Regions from separate parts of the Sus scrofa genome. Here region 2 is linked to region 1. The links are chromatin contacts, called in public HiChIP or PLAC-seq maps. All regions are on one chromosome and are shown on one strand. Each heading gives the region's core, a stretch centred on a gene start, on an enhancer-like site or on the middle of the called end of the contact. The rest is flanking DNA. Distances are from core to core; before and after follow the strand shown. Region 1 overlaps CUX1 (protein CASP). Region 2 overlaps CUX1 (protein CASP).

What was found. HiChIP or PLAC-seq counts read pairs in DNA pulled down with a chosen protein or histone mark.
Region 2: an H3K27ac HiChIP or PLAC-seq map of skeletal muscle shows a contact between it and region 1. The contact joins two enhancer-like sites. A contact is called at or near these places in 2 of 47 Hi-C or Micro-C datasets (heart right ventricle and liver) and 1 of 2 datasets of contacts at active chromatin or transcription factors (skeletal muscle).

Annotation. Positions count from the first base shown.
Region 1 is chr3:9,415,920-9,421,079 of Sscrofa11.1, reverse strand. All of the region lies in intron 2 of CUX1 (protein CASP), which reads right to left. Among named protein-coding and RNA genes, the nearest start is that of CUX1, 100 kb to the right of the region's middle. Within about 2 kb of position 2,674, at least 11 of the 83 cell types and tissues checked have an H3K27ac peak or open chromatin away from gene starts, as enhancers often do. A contact at or near this core is called in skeletal muscle, where this site is marked.
Region 2 is chr3:9,487,853-9,493,012 of Sscrofa11.1, reverse strand. The region is part of intron 3 of CUX1 (protein CASP); the gene reads right to left. Among named protein-coding and RNA genes, the nearest start is that of CUX1, 170 kb to the right of the region's middle. Within about 2 kb of position 3,007, at least 6 of the 83 cell types and tissues checked have an H3K27ac peak or open chromatin away from gene starts, as enhancers often do. A contact at or near this core is called in skeletal muscle, where this site is marked.

The DNA.
Region 1 (5,160 bases), core at 1,425-3,924:
GAGCAACCAGAGCACCAGCCCCAAGGGACCCCAGGGAGACAGAGGGGCTGGGCCGTGCCTCTGCTCTCATAAAGAGATCGGACCAACCTAAACTTGGAAAACCTACCGACCTGGCAACCCTCGGAGGCCAGTGCCTTATCTTCAAGGCTCACCTTAATTACACAATCCTGCGCGGTTCGTTCTCCGGGAAGCGGATCCCTAAGGCCAACCCGGGGCACAGACCGAATGCACGGCTCACTCCGTCAGGGCGGACGTGAGTTTTCCGCAGAAGAGACGTAATTGTAAATCATTTTAGAAAATGCTCAACAGCTAATTGTCGTTATAATACCAAGTTTACATAGCCAAAATAATGGACACATATCACCATGTAATAGAATAGTACAAAAATGGTAATTTTACTATGGAAAGTTGGAACTTGCCATTTCAAATTAGCAGAAGCTGTGAAGTGGGCATTACTGACAATGTGAATATAGTAATTGGGGCTGATTTCTTGGCGCCTGGCCGAATCTGGCTGCCTGGCGTCCTGCGAGTTAATTATAGCTCTGCTAACAGAGCGGGAACACTTAGCAAAAAGACGCAGAGATAAAACTCGGCTCAGGTCTCTCTACAGATGAGGCACAATGTGAAAGCTTTGGCTGGAGAGCAGCTCAACAGACATTATTCGCAATTAATTTCTTGAGCAGCGGCCCTAAGCAAAGACAGGTATTTTCCTGCGAGGGGTGAGCAATCCGTAGAGGCCAGACTGTGTGAAGGGGTCCTCGCCGACCCCAAATCTGTCTTCACGCTTTCCGTGTGGCTGATGTCACGGCTGAGCTGGTCACCTCAGTCTAGTCCAAATGTCTTTAATTTATGGCTTGAAAAGCTGCCGTTTAAAAAAATTCCAGATGTCAAAATATGTGATTCTCCCCAAATGAGCTCCATCCACAGACTGAGTTATTTCACTGTACACTTTAAAAAATAATAATAATGATAAATCTCTCTTTTAATTTCAGAGACTTTATCGCAGCCCCAGGCCCCAGGCTCTGCCGATCGGCTTCCATGGGCTCGTCCGTCCCACACTGATCAGCTCCTCTCCTCCGGCACCAGTGGACCTGTACCCAGCACTAACCAAAGGGTTTGTAGGGAAAAGGTTCGAGTTCGGGGTCATTCCCAGGATAGTGAGATTACTTTGGAGGGAAGTTAGCCACGTTTCGATGCCTTGCCAGAGCATCTAAAATCGAGTCCTTGCTCTTCAGGCGCCCTCACCCACAAGCACCCCCCACCCCTGTGCCCCTGGCTGAAGGCGGGGACAATGCAGCCGATGCCTTTGGGGTTTCCTTTGCTCTGCAGCTGCTCACCGCCAAGCCTGCGTGGAGACTGCTCCAGAGAGCTGCCTCTTTGGGCTGACCTGACTCGCACCCAGCCCTCCCCAGGCTGGAACCAGCCTGGAATCCAGCTGAAAGCCCAGGGCAAGCTCTCTCCATAAAGTTAAGACGTCAAGGCCCACCTGAGATGCCCACAGGGGACACGTGAAATGGGCCTGGTACTGCCCTTGGCTTTGGGGCTCAACCACCGAGACCCTCCCTCTTCCCCCGCCCCCTAGCCTCAGAACTCTAAATCCAGCACTTGCTCTGCGCAGAGCCGCTGCTACTGACCCCTCCCCAGACCTCCTCCTCCTAAGCGGCCCCCACTCTGTCCTAGAGCTTCTGGCGGCTCACCGGCCACCCACGATTGCTCTCAGGTCCTGGAGCTGCTCTGCTCACGGGTCTACACGTCGTGCTAGAGAATGCCAGCCCCTTCCAAACCCACACCTCTGTTTGCCTCCTGCCAAGTGCCTCCCCTCCCCCGCCCCCGGGCCCAATGGGGAAAGATCTAGAACTCATGCTTTAAGTAAGCAAAGGCCTCAGCTTGACTCTAAGACAAGCCCTTCCCCTCCGGTGTTCCCAGCTGGAGGAGACAGAGCCAAAGCTCCTCCTGTCACTCAGACCGACCCCAGGAAGGAGGCAAGAAAGGCATGGGCCCCAGGCACAACCTCCAGAGTCAGAACCGTGCCGCTGTGCCAGCGGGTCAGGGCCACGCCGACCTACTGAGTCTGGCCCAGGCCAGCGCCTCCTCCCTCTGGCCCACGGCCCTGGGTCAAGAATCCTACGGATCCTGCCTGTGTCTTCCACCCTCCAGCCTCCTTCTCTCAGCACTTACAGCCAGAATCAGGCCCTTAGGACACGCCCGGGGGACCCCGCTCCCAGGCAGAACGTCAGCTCCGCGAGGGCAGGACTGTCCCCTGTCCCCCAGCCCCGACCACAGCACCCGGCAGAGAGAAGGCGCTCGACAAAGACAGGGTATCCGTGAGCTCTTGAGCAATTTTAAATAACAGTAAATTAACTCCTGGAAAAAATTTACAAAACGCAGCAGAGAGGGAATTTACTCACAATTTAAAGAAAATTATTAATGACTGTTTTGATTTATTCTATTTTCCTGGCACGAACTCTAAATTCCACTGAAGGACTTCGGCCGTGTTACGCTTTGTATCTAAATGATAGTGGATGTGTCGAAAGCAAACAGATCCTGGAGCTCAAACTTGCAGAACGGGGGCCTGGCCTGGGCTGGAGCAGGCTGCAGTCCCAGGCCTTCGGTGGCCCTGCCCCGCGTGCCCAGGAGAGGCCACGCCCGATCCCCCTCCTAATTCACACCTGGCAGCTGCCCCAAGGCTTGTCAGTCTCTGGGCAACTGCGAGCTGGACAAGAAGTGCCAAAGCCGCCTTGGGGGTGAGGACGGCAGCTTGTTTTGCACTCACAGGGCATCTGGTCTTAACTCTGGGCACTGGAAGAAGCAAGGCTGACCTCAACCCATGTGCTCTTACCCAGGCCAAACTGCAGCACCTCGATCCAGAAAAGGGGCCCCCTTATCTCATCTGCCAGGCAGGAGCCTGGAGGACATGGGGGGGGGGGGCTGGCTCTCCCAGGTGCAACCCGGCCGTGGCCGCCTGCTCCCTGGGGAGGCCCGGGGGTCTACTGGAAGCCAGCGGGCCCCTCGAGGAGTCAGAGCACCAACCAAGAGGCACAGGCTTTATTAAAAACAAAAGCAGAATTGCTGACAGACAGACACGTGGTGGCAAAGGATGATGAGGCCGAGGAGACGTGCAAACACCGCCCTCCCGGCGGGAGCGCTGTGGGAAGGCCCGGGCCCAGATGCAAGGCTCAGTTTGACAGTCCGCTGAGATGCGCCCACGAGTGGGGCCCGTTTCCTTCGCCTGTGGAGGGAGGGGGTGCACAGAGCACCGGTTCCTCTGGGGGTTCACGGGCTCCCACGGAAAGCAGAGGAGAGGTCCGAACAGTGACAGGGGTTCTTGGGGCCCTGGGCAGGTGAGCAGGGCAGGTGAGCCGGACCATGACACCAGGTGTTTTCCCACCTTGTTCTCTACTCCCCAGCAGGGGCCGGGGGGTTGAGGGAATTAGCACCCCTGTCTGGGGTGCCTCGCTCGTGGCTAAGGCCATCCTAGCGCTAATCGACCCCGCCTTGGGACAAGCAGGAGTCTGCTTCCCGTCCCGCCCGGCCAGACGCAGAGCAGAGCTGTGGTCCAGCTGGCTTGGCGCGCGCCTCCCACCTACCCCCGAAGGACCCCCGCTGCTTCCGGCCCCCTTTCTGCAAAGAGCCGCTGGGAGGGACTGAGGCAGTGTCTCTCTGCGGGGACCAGCCCCTCCCAGGCCTCTGACAAGGCCGGGGTCACCCGCACCTGGGAATGGCTGAGCCCAGGAACCCAGGGAGAAACAGGCGTTCTCTCCTGAGTCACCGCACAGTGGAGGCTCTGGCAGGAAGCTGCGGGTGGCCCAGCGGTCATGTTGTGTGATTAGACATGGTTTACTTAAAATAACAAGCAACCTGAGCTTCCACTGAGAGGAGCCTGGCTAAATGCACCCAGGGAGCCAGGCGCAGGCCCACTACACAGCCGGGAAAAGGGCAGGCCAGGCCGGGGCAGAGCCGCTGGACAGACCTGCAAGCTTGTGAAAGAACAGAAGCGGCAGGACTCCAGAGGCCCTGGCAACCAGTTGGCGCTTTTCAATATTACCGAGCAGAACTGAGCTTGGATATGCATCTAAGCCCAGAGGTGTGGGAAACGCTGTTTGCAAAATGCCAACGGCGGTTATCTTGCGATGGCAGAACTTGGGGTGACCTTTTCTTCATTAATTGATTGTTTTACAACTGGCCCATGTTATCTTAATAATGAGGGGAAAAACAAAGCTTTTTTTTCCCCTCCATCCCATTTGGAAAAAGCAAAGACATGCTCGCTCTGCAGATGGTGCTCTGGACAGAGAGGTTTCATGCACCACTGCAGGACGACACACGCATATTTAAGTGCAGCGGAGACAGAATCAACAAAAACTTAGGTGCCTGTGCAAAGCCCAGAGCGTTAACCCGATTTTCACAAGTTACTTATTCATTTCTTTAGCAGTATTTACTGAATGCCCTTGTGACTGGTATTGCCACGGCAAGAACCGAAACAACATTCTGAACCTCCAAGGGCCAAAAGGTGCCCACAAACCTATCGCTGTCTTTTTTTTTTTTTTTGGCCTCGCCCATGGCACGCAGAAGTTCCCGAGCCAGGGATTGAACCCATTATCACCACAGCAGTGACCACGCCAGATCCTTAACCCACGGAGCCACCAGGGAACCAATGCCTTTTTGAAACAAACAAAATTCACACGGTTGGAGGACACTGCTCCACCCGACTCCGGCCCCGCTACCTCTTTCACCCCCCAAATCTCTGAGCCTGGCTCGCACTTGGCTTCCTGCCCGTGACACATAATACTGAAGAGAGTCCATTTGAGAGAAAACACTAAAACTGGGCCAGAAGATGCCCAAAGAAGGGCTGAGTTCAGCCAGATGCATGTTGGAAAGCATCTGCTTACTTGCTCAGAGTTAGATGAATTGTTCATTTTTCTGCAACTCAGTATAGGAGCATTTGCCAGCATGGGAAGGAGAGCCAGCACGCGGTGCTAAGCCACAACGACAGGGAGGTAGCCTCGACGGTCTAATCACAGCCATCGTAAGATGGACAGATTTCCATCCAGGTTGAACTGAGTTGCAGAGAGGTGATCAAACAGCAGCCAACAGAAGCAACATTTGAACCCAGATCTGTGCTTCTCCAAAGCCACACAACACACTCGCACGCACACACACACA
Region 2 (5,160 bases), core at 1,758-4,257, 72 kb before region 1:
ACTCAGTTCACTTCAACAAACACTTCCCAGGCACCCACAGGGCGCCGGGCACTGGGAGACCAGCCCAGAGCCCCCCGTTGGCCTTGTTCTGGAGCAGGGTCTGCTCTTGAACCCTCAGGGAGCCCCACGCCCAGGAGCACCTGCCTGACACGGGTCCTGCGGCAGAGAGGCCAAGTGAGGCGAGGCGGGCCGGCTGCACATCCCAGAACTCCGCCGATGGTTACCGAGAGGATGTTAAAAATAATTATCTGCTGAAGATATTAGATTTGCTCTGGATTGTTCATTACAAACAATGGCTTAATAGGACTTTTATTGAATAGCTGCAGAGCTCTGGGCCGAAATCAATTTGCCGTACCCTCGGAATTTTGATGTACGCCGTTGACTTCCCCGACGCGGAGCAATTTGTAATAGCTTTGGCTGGCTGCTGTTTTCAAAGCTCCTGCTCCATCACGAGCATTTATTTCTGACCACAAAATTACATTTATTCAACAGAAAGCAGCTCCGGGTCTTTAAGAGGTTAACTTCTGGAGCGCTTGGCCGCGGTCCAGCCCTGGCCGAGGCGCGGGCGGGCGGGCGCGGTGGCACAGGCGGCGGCGGCAGCGCCGGGCGGGCGGCCGTGATGAATAGACTGCTGAGTGCGCCCCTCTCCAGGCGCACTCGGCTCGCTCCCCTGCTTCCATAGATCACGGGCTGCGCCTCAACATATCTGACTGAAATTGAATTTGGCTTCTCTCTCAACCGTTCATTTCCTATGTTATGCAAGGTTATATCCTTTTCTGCATGAGCAGAACCAAACCAGCTGCAGCTTTGGAGGAGAAAATGTGTTTTCAATTAGGAAGCTGGCCTGAATGGGGAACCACAGTCCTCCTGCTCCCCTAATTGAGCCATCATGGAGCAGGGCCTAGGGAAAGATGCTGGAGTCACCAGGCCATCGGGTTTGGGTGTAAGAGCATTGAAACACGCTGTCATTGTCACCACCACGACTGCCACCACTGTCGCCCCAACTACCAGATGCGTACAAAGGCCCTAGAGTCTGAAGACGGCCGTCTTGGCTAAGAAGGACATTCTCCTGCAAAGGGGTCAGGACAGCAGCCTTCCCGACCTCCAGCCAGAGCCTGCTGGGGTCCTCACGGTGCCCAGCGCCTTGCACTCACCTGCCAGGGACCCTGGGCCACAAGCTCACAGATGCCTCTGTTCCCCCAGGAGAAGAGGCTGATTTATTTTTCTATTCTTTCTTAAAATTAAAAAAAAATTAAGAAAAAATTTTTTGTTGTTTTTTAGAGCTGTACCTAGGGCATATGGAAGTTCCCAGGCTAGGGGTCAAAGTGGAGCTGCAGCTGTGGCCTATGCCACAGCCACAGCCACAGCCACACCAGATCTGAGCTGCATCTGTGACCTACGCCACAGCTTGTGGCAACGCCAGATCCTTATCCCATTGAGCAGGCCAAGGATCAAACCCGCGTCCTCATGGATACCAGTCGTGTTCATTACCGCTGAGTCACTTCAGAAACTCCCAGACTCCTTTCTCTTATGGGTCATTAGGAACCTGGTGCAGAGCCTTCAACACAGGACTCAGCGAGTCCTTGCTTTTTGGTTTTTTGAGCCTGGCATGCAACAGCCTGATGAGGGATCTCAATTCCCAGACCAGGGCTTGAACCTGGGCTGCTGTGGTGAAAGCGCCAAGTTGCAACCACAAGACCACCAGGAAACTTCCGGTGAGTCCTGGTCAACGGGGAGAAGGTGAGAGAGAGACCAGCTCGGCCTGGCAGAGGGAGACACACCGTCGAGGAGAAGATGCAGGCCCCTGACAGGAAAAAGTTAGCAACAGGCTGAGCCAGTCTGGCAGAGGAACGAAGGAGGCAGGCGTTGACTCGGGTCTTACAGGATGGAAATGATTTTTATAGGTGAGGAAGAGCAAGAGGTTATAACAACGGAGGCTGTGACTGTAGGAACACGGCAGAAGAGGAAACCACGAGGCCTGTTCGGGGACAGCAAATAGACCAGTGTGGCCGAAGCAGAAGCCAAGGACACAACGCCTGGAAATACGTGTTAAAGCTACATCACAGAGCCCCTCACACGCTGCTCTAAGGTGCCCAGAACTTGCCCTAGAGGAACTGTCCTTGGAGGGAACCTAGCCAGGAGGTGGTGCAAGCAGCCATGCGTGATAATCAGAGGGGGACCTTGTCGAATGACAGATGCTTCGGTGCTGCCCCCCAGACTGCTGAGTCCAAACTCTGGAGGGAGGCGCCCGGGGAGCTTGCAAACGTGGGTAATTCTCAGGCAGCCAGTGGGGCTAGCCGAGGGCCAGCTTCACGAGCATCGGTCTGGTCCTACCTTCTCGAAGACCGTCCTGCTGTGGAGCAGAACTTGCTAAGTACAGGCTGGATGGGGCATAAATAGGAGTGGGTGCGTGCACGCGCGTGTATGTGTGTGACACACAGTTCCTACCCTCTAGATTCCCGAAGCACATTAGTATAGCGCCAGTTCAACTATGTTCCAACAGCTAAAAAACAAAGGCAGGATGTCTTCAGGCTCAAAATCACAAGGCAGGTAAAAATGAAGCCTCAGCAGAGACGAGGAGGGGAGAGCTTTGTTTCTGGTGGGGGGTGTTGTGTGATGACTCGGACCCTGGGCATGTGGGCTGGGCCTCAGAACATGGGTAAGAGCTGACAATATCCCTAACAGGCGGTCCTCTGGCCTTTGTTTGAATACTCCCAGTCACGGGAAACTCACTACCTTGGATGGCAGCTCATTCCATTGCTGAGCAGCTCCAATTGCTGGAAAACGTCCCCTCTTCTGTTCTGCTGCTGACACCCCACATGTTAGGCCACGGAGTCACACTGGACGTCAGAGCTCCGGGGGTCCCTGCTGACTCTCTCGCTCACCCCTGCACTTTACAGCTGAGCAGAGTCAGACAGAAAGAGGGCAGGGAGCCGCCGAGGTCACAGGAGAGTGAGTGGCAGCACCTGGGCCGGCGCCCAGTGCCTCTGGCTCCCTGCGAAACGTTTCTGGGAGGAAGCACTCAGACACCCTGGCTTTATTTAGCCATGGCCTTTAGATCTGAACGCTTACATATGTTACCGCGCAGCAGACCGGGGCCATGGGGCACCCTCGAAACTCTCAGTCACTTTTAACTAGTTCGTGGCATATTTAGCCAACTTAATCCAGTCCATCTATTATTTGATTACAACGTCAGGCGGCCCTGCAAGTGTGTGCGCTGTCCTCTGCTTTGCTCCGCACTCCGACGTCTCCTGTGGGTGAGGGCCTTTCAAGGCAGCTTCCCACATGCTCCACGAGACCCCCCTGCCCCCCCTGCTCCCGGGTGGCCCCCGGTCATCCCCAGCACCCTCCTCCTCGGAGCCTTAGCACGTGCCCTGCTCTGCCCGACGCTCTCCCGGCTCCCTGCTTGGCTGGCCCCTCTCATCACTCAGGTCTCACGCCAAACGTCACCGCCATGACCAGTGTCTCTGGAGGAGCCACCCGTCCCTCCCGCTCTTCTCCATCCCCATCACTTTCCTCCCAGTGCTCGTCACCGCCCGACGTGGCTCCTGTGTCCCTCCTCTAGAATACACGCACCTGGCGCCTGTACCCGAGGCTGCATCCTGAGCTCCTATCTGGCCCAGAGCTGCACACAGTCGGCTCTAGAGGGGGGTTTACCGAATGAAATAGTGAAAGGATATCAGAGTAAAACCCAGCATCAGAGGCCAGAGCCTGTGGGGTTTCACACAGCCGGACCTGGGCTCTCAACATGACTGGTGTGTTATGTATACAGTGGGCCTTCAGGACAAAGGAAGTTCCAAGTGACGGGTCCCTCCTGCAGGCTGTGTCAGCAGGTGATACTGTGATGACGTCACAGCCCACAGTTAACACGCACCCCACTCCTCCAAGGGGTGCAGATCAGGTCTGCACATAACTGTGGATATTTACGAGCATGGAGACCAGGCATGAGGCTCCAGCGGTGATCCAGGAGGGGCTGGCCAGCAGAGGAGGGGCCTGCAGCTGGGCTTGCCAAGCAATGGACACTAAATGGACAGCCACTGACCTTGGCCAAGCTGGGGAGGTCGCCTGATATCCCCACTCCCCGAGCTCCAGCACCAGGGAGCATGGGCTGGGAAGCCAGACAGCCCAGTCCCGCCACCATCACCTGCATGACCAGGGGTGGGTTCCCTGCCCGCTCTGTGAAATGAGGATGCTGCCTCCACCCACCCAATGGGCACCTTCCGCATGCTCACTAGGGCCAGGTACCAGGGACACGGGGGCGGGGGCGGACGGAAAATCTAAAGAGGGTGGCGGATGTGTAACTGGAGCACAACGTGCTATGGGAGACATGGGAAGAGGGCCTCGGTTGGGACCGATGGTCTGAGGGAGCCCTGAAGGACCAGCAGGAGGGGGCCAGGCGGGGCTGGGAGGCGGGCAGCGGCCAGGCAAGGGCATCCTGAAGGCCTGGTGAGCAAGGCAGTGATGGGATCCTGGCGGTGGCACTGAGAAGAGGCGGGGTGGACTAGGGAAGAAGGGACAAGGGGACCAGTTAGGGAACCACTGCCACTGTCTCAGTGACACACAACGTGGCTGTGGGTGAGCGGGTGGGTTCTGGCAACGGAGAGAATCAGCAGATCTGGGGTGTCCTTTGGAGGAAGGCTGGAGGGGTGGGGCACCGCGGAGAGGGGAGGTGTCTGCAATTCCCCGCTGAGGCAACCGGGCGGACCAGGGAGTTATTCCTGAGAAGGTCAAGGCCGGGGGAGGAGGGGATCTCAGATGGGGAAGGAGCTTGTGTCCGGGGCCCGTGGCAAAGTTGACAGGACACATTCCCGGGAGCAGAGCTGCCGGGTCAAAGTCTAGGTGCTTCTTCAGCTCTAGAATCTGGTGCCAGATCGGTGTTCAGACAGGTTGTGCCCATTTACGTGCCCATTTTGACTTTTGAATTTTGGCCAACCTGGCAGCTGCAAGTCAACTGCATAGAGATGATTCTAACCCGCATTTCCCTGGTGATGAGGTTGGTGTCTTTTTTCCAGGTGGACGACTAGTCTCGATCTTGACACTAAAATGCTGTTCGTGGCTTGTGCTCATTTTCCGTTTTGGGATGTTGGTCTTTTTCTTATTGATCGGTGAAAGTTTTTAAAAAAATCTCTGAATACTAGCCTTTTGTCGGCTACGTGCGTG